Regions from separate parts of the Mus musculus genome. Here region 2 is linked to region 1. The links are chromatin contacts, called in public HiChIP or PLAC-seq maps. All regions are on one chromosome and are shown on one strand. The core of a region is the stretch at or near the end of the contact, and the rest is flanking DNA. Distances in the headings are between cores, read along the strand shown.

Region 1 (4,739 bases), core at 621-3,120:
TTTAGAAGCCTAAATTCTGATCTTCTAGGTGAGTCTAAAAAAAAATTATTTAATTATTCTTGCCAAATTTTTCATTTGAAAGAAAAAAGTCTCTAAAGGGATTAACATTGGTCTTGAGTTTCACATAATTATTAAAGATTCAGTTTGGGACAATCATTGTCTACACTTTCAAATGCGCTGGGAAGAACACTGGCTTAATCTACCTGGCAACATTCCCCCTGTATTTCTTCTTCTCCCAGGTTTTTAGTGTATTGTGTGGATAGATTCCGGGGACTAGGAGTGCACTGATGCCCAACAGTAAAGAGCCCATTCTGCATGCACAGGCCCTGGATTCAGTTCCATTCTAGAAGCAGAATTCAAGTGAGAAGGTAATTCATATAGGGCAAGCTGAGACCCAATTCTGCATTATTTTCTGCCAGTTATAAAAATAATAATAAACATACTTTTGGTGCCTACCACCCCACTTCTCAGCTTCCTTCATAAGGCAGATTATTGACTCACTGACATGTATGTGTGAATAAATATACATTCATAAGTATGACTGCTCAAATGCTAGATTCTAAGCTAGACAAAGAAAAGATAAAACAGAAATTATGGCCAGTAAAGAACAATATAAATGTTAGATAAGCTGTAGTGTGCAGGCGCTAAAATATCATTACATCCTGATGATGACATTATCCCTCCATGATTATACAATTTGTCTTCAGAAATAAGAAATGTGGTCGAGCCTGGGTTATGTATTGAAACCTTGTCTCAAAAAAACAAACAAAGAACAAAACAACAAAATGAAGCAAAACAAAAAAAGTCGAACTGAATTATCCAAGAATATAGCAGGGGCATGAAAAAATTAAACAACCTCACCCCCCCCCATAAGCCCTTGTGTTTATGTCTCCATTAATAAAGAATAAAGCTGAGGATATACTCTATAGTTATGTCACCGAAGATGTCAGAGACTGAAGGCCAAAATGCTTCAGAAAGATGCTATGGATGAATGAAAACCTTAGGCCAGGCGCTGAAGAGATGACTCAGTGGTTAAGAGCACTTACTGCTCTTTCAAGAGGATTTGGCTCAGTTCCCAGCACTCACAAGGTAGCTCACAACCACAATTTTCTCCAGTTCCAGGAAATCTGATTCTTTTTTGATCTCCAAAGGCATCAGGTACGTTAAATGGTGCATGTGCATACACGCAAACAATACACTCACACACACAAAAATCTAAACCAATAACCCCCTCACATATCCACGGTCTAATGTGATGAGTCCTAAAATCCCAAGTTGATTTTAGTATCTGAAGGAGTTAGGGAAAGACCACAAAACTCTTCTACAGGAATGTCTAAGACAGGTATCTTATGCAGAAGATAGCATTTTTTAATTATCCCGTTTCTTTATAATTACAAGATTTTTAAGTTTGGGGTATGTTTTCGTGGGTTTTTTTTTCCCCTTTAAATTTCTGTTTCTACTTCCTAACCTCGTCAACTTCCATTTTACAAGAACGTAAACGCAGGGTTCAAGTCCAGCATTAATTACTACAGGCTCGCTTAAGTTTTCAAGGCAGCAGTCTGCTTTCTAAAACTCAGCTTTTGGCGGGAGGTGCTGTTTCCTAAGTTACCAAACCTTGGGGGATTAGAAGCCAGGGGTGGAAAAGAGAAGCAGGGCACGACCATGGCCATGAGCCCTGCGACAGGAGCCCCCGAGGCGCGAGCGCTCCCCTCAGGGAGCCCGAGCGCTCAGTGTCAGTAGGTACCTGACTGCGGGCGGCCGGTCCACAGCCCCCTCCCGCCGGCCAGGCCTCGGCCGGGTCTCCGAAAAGCCACCGCCCTGGCCAGCATCCACAGCATCGCCCCTCAACCCCAGCGAGAGCGCCCCGCGACCTCCCTCCTTGACCTTAGGCCCCCTCAGCCCCGCCCCCCCAGCCAGCCCGGCCCCGCCGCCAGCCCCGCCCCCTCCGCAAAGACCCTCCCCCTGGTCGCCCTCGCACTCTTCCCCGCCCACCACGCCCTCCGCTTCCGCCCAGGCCTCCACCTCAGTCTCACTCGGCCCCGCCCCCTTGGACGATCCTGTTCAACCGAGTCTCTCGCCTCACACCCTTCGGCCCCGCCTCTTGGCTCATGGCCCCGCCCCCGAATCCGGCTGACGCTTCACTCCTTGCTTCCCGGAAGCCTCCAAGACGGATGGCCCTACCCCTCTGATCCGCCCTCTTCGGAACCCGCACGCCCCTCTCCCACCCTCACAGCCAATAAGGCCTGATGATCGGTTTCCTCTCTTCCGCTTCCGTCTTCGTGTACTGGGGGTCTCCGGGAAGACCGTTGACGACTGTGCTCGTGCTGCGGCCGGAGATTTAGTTTCCCCTTTACAGTCTTTCCTCCTCTCAGACACGCCCACCATTCTTCCATTGAGTGACCTGTTTACCTGCCCTCTTGCAGAAACTTGGTGAGATCGGAACCTTTGTGCAGCCGGAACTAAGGTGCGGTAGTCCGCTGGGAGCCGGAAGGGTGTATAAATAGAGGAATACCAGTTTCCTTCTGGCGGTTGATCGCAGAGGTTCCGGTGAGGCGTTCGGCGTGTGAGCTCTGCGGCTTCGTTTCCTGATATGCACCGACCGAATTTTCGACCCCCAACTCCTCCGTACCCCAGCCCGGGGATAGGAGGTTGGGGTGGCGGAAATAACTTCCGGGGTGCCCTGGGCGGGGGGCCGCGGCCGCCCTCCCCGCGGGACGGGTACGGGAGTCCGCACCACACTCCGCCCTGCGGGCCCCGGGCTAGGCCGTACGGGAGCAGCCAGTCTCCGCGGCACGGCGGCAACTTCTCGGGGGCCCGCTTCGGGTCTCCGTCCCCGGGCGGCTACCCAGGCTCCTACTCCAGGTCCCCCGCGGGGTCCCAGCATCAGTTCGGCTACTCCCCAGGGCAGCAGCAGACCTACCCCCAGGTAAAGACAATAGCTAGCGTTTGCCGAACTCTTCCTGTGATGGCAGACGTGATACGAAACATTCCCTTTCCGTGGATTGTTTAATCCTCCGATACTACGTTGGCCCAGTTTTGCAGATGAGTAACCTGAGGCGTAAAGAAATTATCTAAGACTACCATAAGTGGCGGAGCTCTAGTTCTCTGTCCACAGAAACTGCTCTCAGCCAGCATACCACATTCGTATACAAACTTCTTTAATCCTCCATTTCTTCTCCCACCCACCCCCAGAGGTTTTTATTTGGTTTTGGGTTTTTTGTCATTTATTTCAGTGAATTGTCCTGGATTCCTAGGGGGAGGACAGTAAATGATTCCCTATTGTGTAGTATGGCACCTCTAGACTGTAGTCTACTGCCATTTTCCTACAGATGTCCCTCCCTTGTTTTTGCATCCTTGCTTTTTTTAAAAGAAACAATTATTTTATTTCGAGCCATATTTATACCTACTCAAAGTTCTCTTGAAGGAAAAATAGAAAATTTGAAATTGAGGAAACTTCCCCTCTTCTCCATGAGTGAATACAAGACAGGAAGTAGCTAACAACTTGTATCTCGGTGGTTTTGCAAAATTGAATATGCTCACCCATATGAATCCTTATGAGTTGGAGTTAATAAGAATAGAAAATTTTCATGCAATATAAAAGTTCTAGAAATTTGAAGCCTATCAGGTTAAAAAGTAAGTTTCCAAGAAGTGAATACAGTGAACCACTGCTTGTACTGGGTTTATTTGTATTTAATAGCTGCAGGGTTGGTTATCACATTAGAAACTGAAAGGTTTTAAGATGATAGCAGACATTTCTAAAAGAGAAATATACAATTGGTTTTAGTAATTTTTAAAAGCACTAGATTAAAGAAATTTGCAACTGAATATATTGGGTTTCAATTGACAACTTTTAATGTGATTCCCCACTAATATTAAACTAGAGGAGAAAGTACCAGTTATCTCTTACTAGATGTTTTTATTTTTAACTGATGATTTTTTTCCTAAAGGGTTCTCCAAGGACATCTACACCATTTGGATCAGGGCGTGGTAGAGAAAAAAGAATGTCTAATGAGTTGGAAAGTTATTTTAAGCCTTCAATGCTTGAAGACCCTTGGGCTGGCCTAGAACCAGTGTCTGTAGTGGATATAAGCCAACAGTACAGCAATACGCAAACATTCACAGGCAAAAAAGGAAGATACTTTTCTTAATATTTCTGAAATTCACCTGGAAGCTTCATGTGTCAGGAACATCCTGGACAGAACTTTTACTTGTGTAAAAGAGTTGAACCCAAGGATGATGACTTTGAATAATGATTAGCAGACCTTTGGTATATCTCCAACTTTATCAAGTGTTGATAACAGCGGAAATGATAGGACAATTTACAGTATTTAGCTATCTGGGAGTGTGTATCATAGAACACAGTTTTCATATTTGACATTTCCAATATAACAGACATTTGTTTTTTTCAATGTTTTAAAATAAAACGTTTTTTGTCTTCCTAATTGTGATTTTTGTGAATATGTAGAATTGCTAAAACAATGCTTCAGTAATCACTTAGACTTTGAGGGTAAATGTTTTGCAAACTATTTTTTAATGAAATGACAAGCTATCTTAGACAGTTTTCTATATATTTATTAATAGAAAATAGTTCTACATCCATTTTTTTGTATTTTTGTTAAGATATTGAAACTTAAAATCACTGGAAGTCACTTAATATGATTTATACTTCTTTATTCACAAAAGGCCAGAATAAACTATATATATGCAGTTCAGTGCTCTGCCCAAATTTCTCTATATTT
Region 2 (4,739 bases), core at 1,293-3,792, 280 kb after region 1:
TGCATCCACAACAGGACACTGTCAGGGTTAAATAGACAGGAACACAGCCAGGAAACAATGGGGGAGGGCACTTGATAAAAGGCTGCATACCCCATGGTTCCAAACATATGACACCCCAGAAAAGGTAAAAATGTGAAGACAGCAAATAGGTTTGATTGCCAGGTGAGGGGGAAGGGATAAATAGGATTATTTAGGGCTCTGAAAGTATTCTGGATAATGTAATAGGGGATTACATTCCCTTACATATTTGTTCAAACCCACAGAATGTACAGGACCACGTGTGAGCCCTAATGTAATGAAGTGTCTATGTAGGTTAAAAAATGTACGTAAATGCTCACTTGAGGCTATTGACAAATGGGGAGTCTCTGCATACAGAATGAATGTGAGAAGAGAATATTTTGGTCAATTTTGCTGCAAACCTAATGTCTGCTTTATAAAAGGACACCAGTCTAACCCTGGCATTCGGGAGGTTGGAGTGGGGAGGTCCAGCCTCTGGTGCACAGGGTTCAGGTCCAGCCTCTGGTGCACAGGGAGTTAGAGGCCAGCCTGGACTATATGAGATGCTATCTAAACACTAAAAACTAACAAATGAACAACCTGGAGGGCTGGGATGATGGTTCTGTGGTTAAGAATGCTTGCTGTGCAATCACAAGGGCTGGAATTGAGATCCCAGCCCCTGGATAAGAAATGTAGCATCCTGCAGACATCTGTAACTCTAGTCTCAGGAATCCCTTATCCTATACCCTATTCTGGCCTCCACCAGTGTACAGGCAGGCACACCTATGCACAAATATGCAAACACTCTCTCTCTCTCTCTCTCTCTCTCTCTCACACACACACACACACACACACACACACACACACACATACACAAATAAAAATAAAACTAAAAGCTAAAAAGCACAACAGAAAGGCCATTAAAACTCTTTTTAAAAATTAAGATAATTTAATGTCAGCAGACCTTTTTTTTTTTTATATAAATAGCACATTTTGTACAATGTGTTAGATAATATCCTACTTTCCTTTCTGTTTTGTGCCATGATTTATGTCTCCTAAAGCTAACCCAGAAATAAAATTTCAAGCAATGTGATGTATTAAATTGGTCTGAATTTTGTCCCTAAATTTATATTAACTTCATCTCACTAAATGTATTTGTTGAAGTTCTAATGCCAGCCCAAAATGCAATCACATTGGAGCAGAGGTGCTTTTCCTGGTTCAAATGAGGTATGGAGGGTGACTCTTAATCAGATACTAATGGTATCATTATGAAAAGAAAAAATATTTATTTTGTTAAAAGAGAACTCAGTTTTACATTTTAGGGGTGTGTGTGTGTGTGTGTGTGTGTGTGTGCGCGCGCGCGCGCGCGCACCATGGTGCTCTGGTGGAGATCAAAGGACAACTTGTGAGTTGGTTCTCACTTTCTATCATGTGGGTCTAAAGGCACTTGCCACCACGCCTGATGACCAGACACTGCATACTGACAACAGAGTATCTTCAGGTTGGGGCAGAGGCTTCTGCAGCAGCCAGACAACATCTTGATCTTGGACTCCTAGCCCCTCCAGCTATGGGAAAATGTATACCTATTGTTTATACCACACAAACAAGTGTGTGTGTTTGGGAAGTCACAGCAAAACAACGGAATGACTGCAAAAGTAAGAAAGGGGAGGGAAGAGAGCTGACAACAGAGTGCATCATCCTCTATGGGGTCACAGCACCCCACCCCCACCCCCACCCCCACCCCCATGGATAGCTTTGAGAGACTGCAGGGTTTAAGACAGCCATTTTGGAGTGGGGTAGATAGAGATTCATTCTGACCATTGTCTGTAAACGAGAGCTAATTTCCTATGGTCCTATGAGAAGAATAGAGTCCTTGTTCATGCCTATGCTTGATGTATTTTCAAATGTTCAAAACATACCTTTTTTTTTCCTTTTTACATTTTACTTTATTTCAGAAAATCTCTAAAATTAGTGTTAATAATGATTATTTGCTTAAAAGTATCTCCAGAGCTAAGAAGATGGTTAATTCATGTACTGCTTTGGCTAAGAACCTGAGATCATTCCAGCCTCTGAGTCAGGCAGTTCACAACTGCCTGTAAGTAGCTCCAGAGGCCTTTGGCCTCTGAGGGCCCCTGTTCTCACATGCACATCCCTTCACACTCCCTCATCCCCCAAATTAAAGTTTATAAAATTCTTTAAAAGTATCTCTAGTAATCAAAAATGATTAACGTTTGAGTTAAGTTGGCTCTCTTAACTATGTTAGCCTGGTGTTAATGCAGAGGCTTAGTAAATATTTAATATACAAAATACTTAAATCTTTAATCAATAATCACACCGATCTATGTAAATATATGACTTCCTTGCTTATGGGACTGTAGAGAAACCACATTGGGTTTTACTCTGAACTTCTGCTTTTAACAACCACAAACCACAAATCAGAACACATCCATCTTTCACTCAGTGTTTTCTCTGTCTGAGTCATAAGGGTTGGTGAGGGACTTTTAGTGAGTCACAGTGAGTCTGTGGTGGTGAGCGACTTTGTCCTTGGTCTTGCCTCTAAGTGTTGCTTCCTGAAATACTGCTTCCCTTCCAGCTCAGCTGACTGGTCACAGTTGCTTGGGTGCTGTGCTTTCCCGGGAGGTTCCTTTGATAGGCCTCCTGGGCAACAGGAACCTATTTGGTAATGGAGATATCAGGCACTTAAGTGAATTGCCTTTAATTATGGAAAACATAAAGGCTTGAAACAGAGTAAGTGATCAAAACAAATTGCCCTCCCTTAGCAGTAGCCAAGAGGAATGTACATTTAAACGCTGAAGCCCTGTTTTCACAATAATGTGAAAGAAGTCATAGATCGCATATTAAGTCTGAAAGAACCAATGCTTTACCTGTCTAAGAATGCTCTTCCAAAACAAATAATGAGTAGCTTTGATTTTAGATTTAGGATTCTAAAATACATGTACTCATATTACCACTGAAATAGTCGCATAGAAAGTTACATAGCAGGAATTTTTATCTACTGCCATCAGTTTTCAAAAGTCATCAATTTGTAAGTTAATTGTCCCACCTAAAATGACAGTGTAAAGTATTTTATAACAAAAGCCATTTGTGCTACTGAACATGTTAGAGTATTTTGGATTTTTTTTTGTTGTTGTTGTTGGTTTTTTTTTTTTTTTTTGCATTTCTACACATTTAAGTTTCTACACAAAGTTCTGCACATTGTTTCACTTTCATTTTATGCTTTTCGTCTTTCATTAGTTCCCTCAAAAATGTATTTTTTTAAAACAGAAATTCAGTTAAACGATGTCTAAATTTTAAAAGTAAATGTTTGAGTCTCCCCCCCCCAAAAAAAAATTAGAAGGAGGCAAGGGAAAAATGGGAAGTCTTGGCTTAATTTGTACATAAGACTAAGTTAGTGATGCGATCAGCAAGGAAGCACTAAGTAGATAGCCATAACGACTATCAAGGGGGAAGTCTCCCATGAGACGGGACTCTCAGATTAGAAAAAGCACGTGTGGGAGTCTCACATACCACAGCTTTCACTGTCCGGGTTTTGAAGATGTTCCCCAGCTTTCCATACTAATTTCCAATGTTGCAAATTCATAGTTAAATCATTTTGGGCCATCATAGGCCCTTAGTAGCCATTTATCTCCCTCTGTTGAATGTGAGCTGACATCTTTGTGAATATTAGGTAAAAATTATGTAATGTACAAATAGACCACCCTGATTTTTACCAACCACAAGACTAAAAATGTTGACAGAAAGCACCCAAGGCCTATCTGGTAACCCGACCGGAATCTGAGTTCTCAGACCATGAGAACACCTTACCTTATTCTCAAAGTGAGAGCTGTGTTTTCTCACTGACAGTTATGCCCCCAACATAAAGCCTCAAGAATAATTCACTTTTCACTAGAGTTATCACCTGTCTCTACACCAGACACCAGGAGAATAGGTCCCTGTGTCCCAACCATTAAATGCTGTCTCCTCAGGGGTTTCAGCATCTGGAGTTCAGACATACTGAGTTTTGGTCACAGATCCATTGTGGTCATTCAGAGCTTATTGTTTAAAATCCTATTTGTTGGATACTTTGTCTTCTGTTTTACTCCCTTTGGTTTGTTTTCAAATTATTTGGTGTAAGGTATCTGTTTTGTTTGCTTTCAAGACTTTTTTCGATTCAGCTTTTGACTTGTTTTGGCTTCTGGCTGTTTGGTTTGTTAATTGGCTGGCAGTTTTTTCTTTGGACACTCCTCCCATATCTAATCTAAGAAAAGGGGAAATGTTTAGAGAAAAGCAGATCTAGTATTTAGCCAGTGGCCAGTTCTCTGTTTGATAAATGTGTTAATTCAACCTGCAAGTATTAAGAAAAAAGGGGGAGATGACCAAAGTAAAGACAACTTGGATTTTTGTTTCCCTCTGGGGAGCAGTTGTGATCTCTAAATTGGTTTATTTTTATTTTGCAATGTATAACTGGAAGTGCTAGGCAATAAACACCCCCCCACAACATACATAAATTGGCAGCCTGTTTTAATTGGAATTTAAAATTATCTTAAAAAAAAGAAAAGAAAAAAAGAAAATTGGTAAATTACAAAAGTTTGTATATCTATATATCTATATCTATATATATATATCACACACATACACACACACACACACACACACACACACACACACACACACACACATATACACATTCTATAAGTTCTGTCCCTCTAGAGGACCCTGAGTAATACAGAGGTGATTCTTCA

The links. HiChIP or PLAC-seq counts read pairs in DNA pulled down with a chosen protein or histone mark.
Region 2: a contact with region 1 is called in a BATF HiChIP or PLAC-seq map of CD8 T cells, with 6 read pairs. The contact joins the enhancer-like site here to the promoter of Sugct in region 1. A contact is called at or near these places in 3 of 39 promoter capture datasets (cranial neural crest, liver and pre-B cells), 6 of 484 Hi-C or Micro-C datasets (LSK cells, Th1 cells, bone marrow-derived macrophages and 3 more), 4 of 115 datasets of contacts at active chromatin or transcription factors (CD8 T cells, bone marrow-derived macrophages, epiblast stem cells and 1 more) and 2 of 9 other capture datasets (adipose tissue and liver).

What each region holds. Positions count from the first base shown.
Region 1 is chr13:17,692,895-17,697,633 of GRCm38.p6, forward strand. Sugct (succinyl-CoA glutarate-CoA transferase) reads right to left here and starts at 1,871. Exons shown (of 14, transcript NM_138654.3): 1 at 1,745-1,871. The coding sequence starts at 1,838. It overlaps Mplkip (M-phase specific PLK1 intereacting protein), which reads left to right and starts at 2,519. Exons shown (of 2, transcript NM_025479.6): 1 at 2,519-2,926; 2 at 3,948-4,739. The coding sequence starts at 2,591. The coding sequence ends at 4,148.
Region 2 is chr13:17,973,554-17,978,292 of GRCm38.p6, forward strand. No RefSeq gene overlaps it. Among named protein-coding and RNA genes, the nearest start is that of Yae1d1, 17 kb to the right of the region's middle. Within about 2 kb of position 2,543, at least 134 of the 459 cell types and tissues checked have an H3K27ac peak or open chromatin away from gene starts, as enhancers often do. A contact at or near this core is called in CD8 T cells, bone marrow-derived macrophages and pre-megakaryocyte-erythroid progenitors, where this site is marked.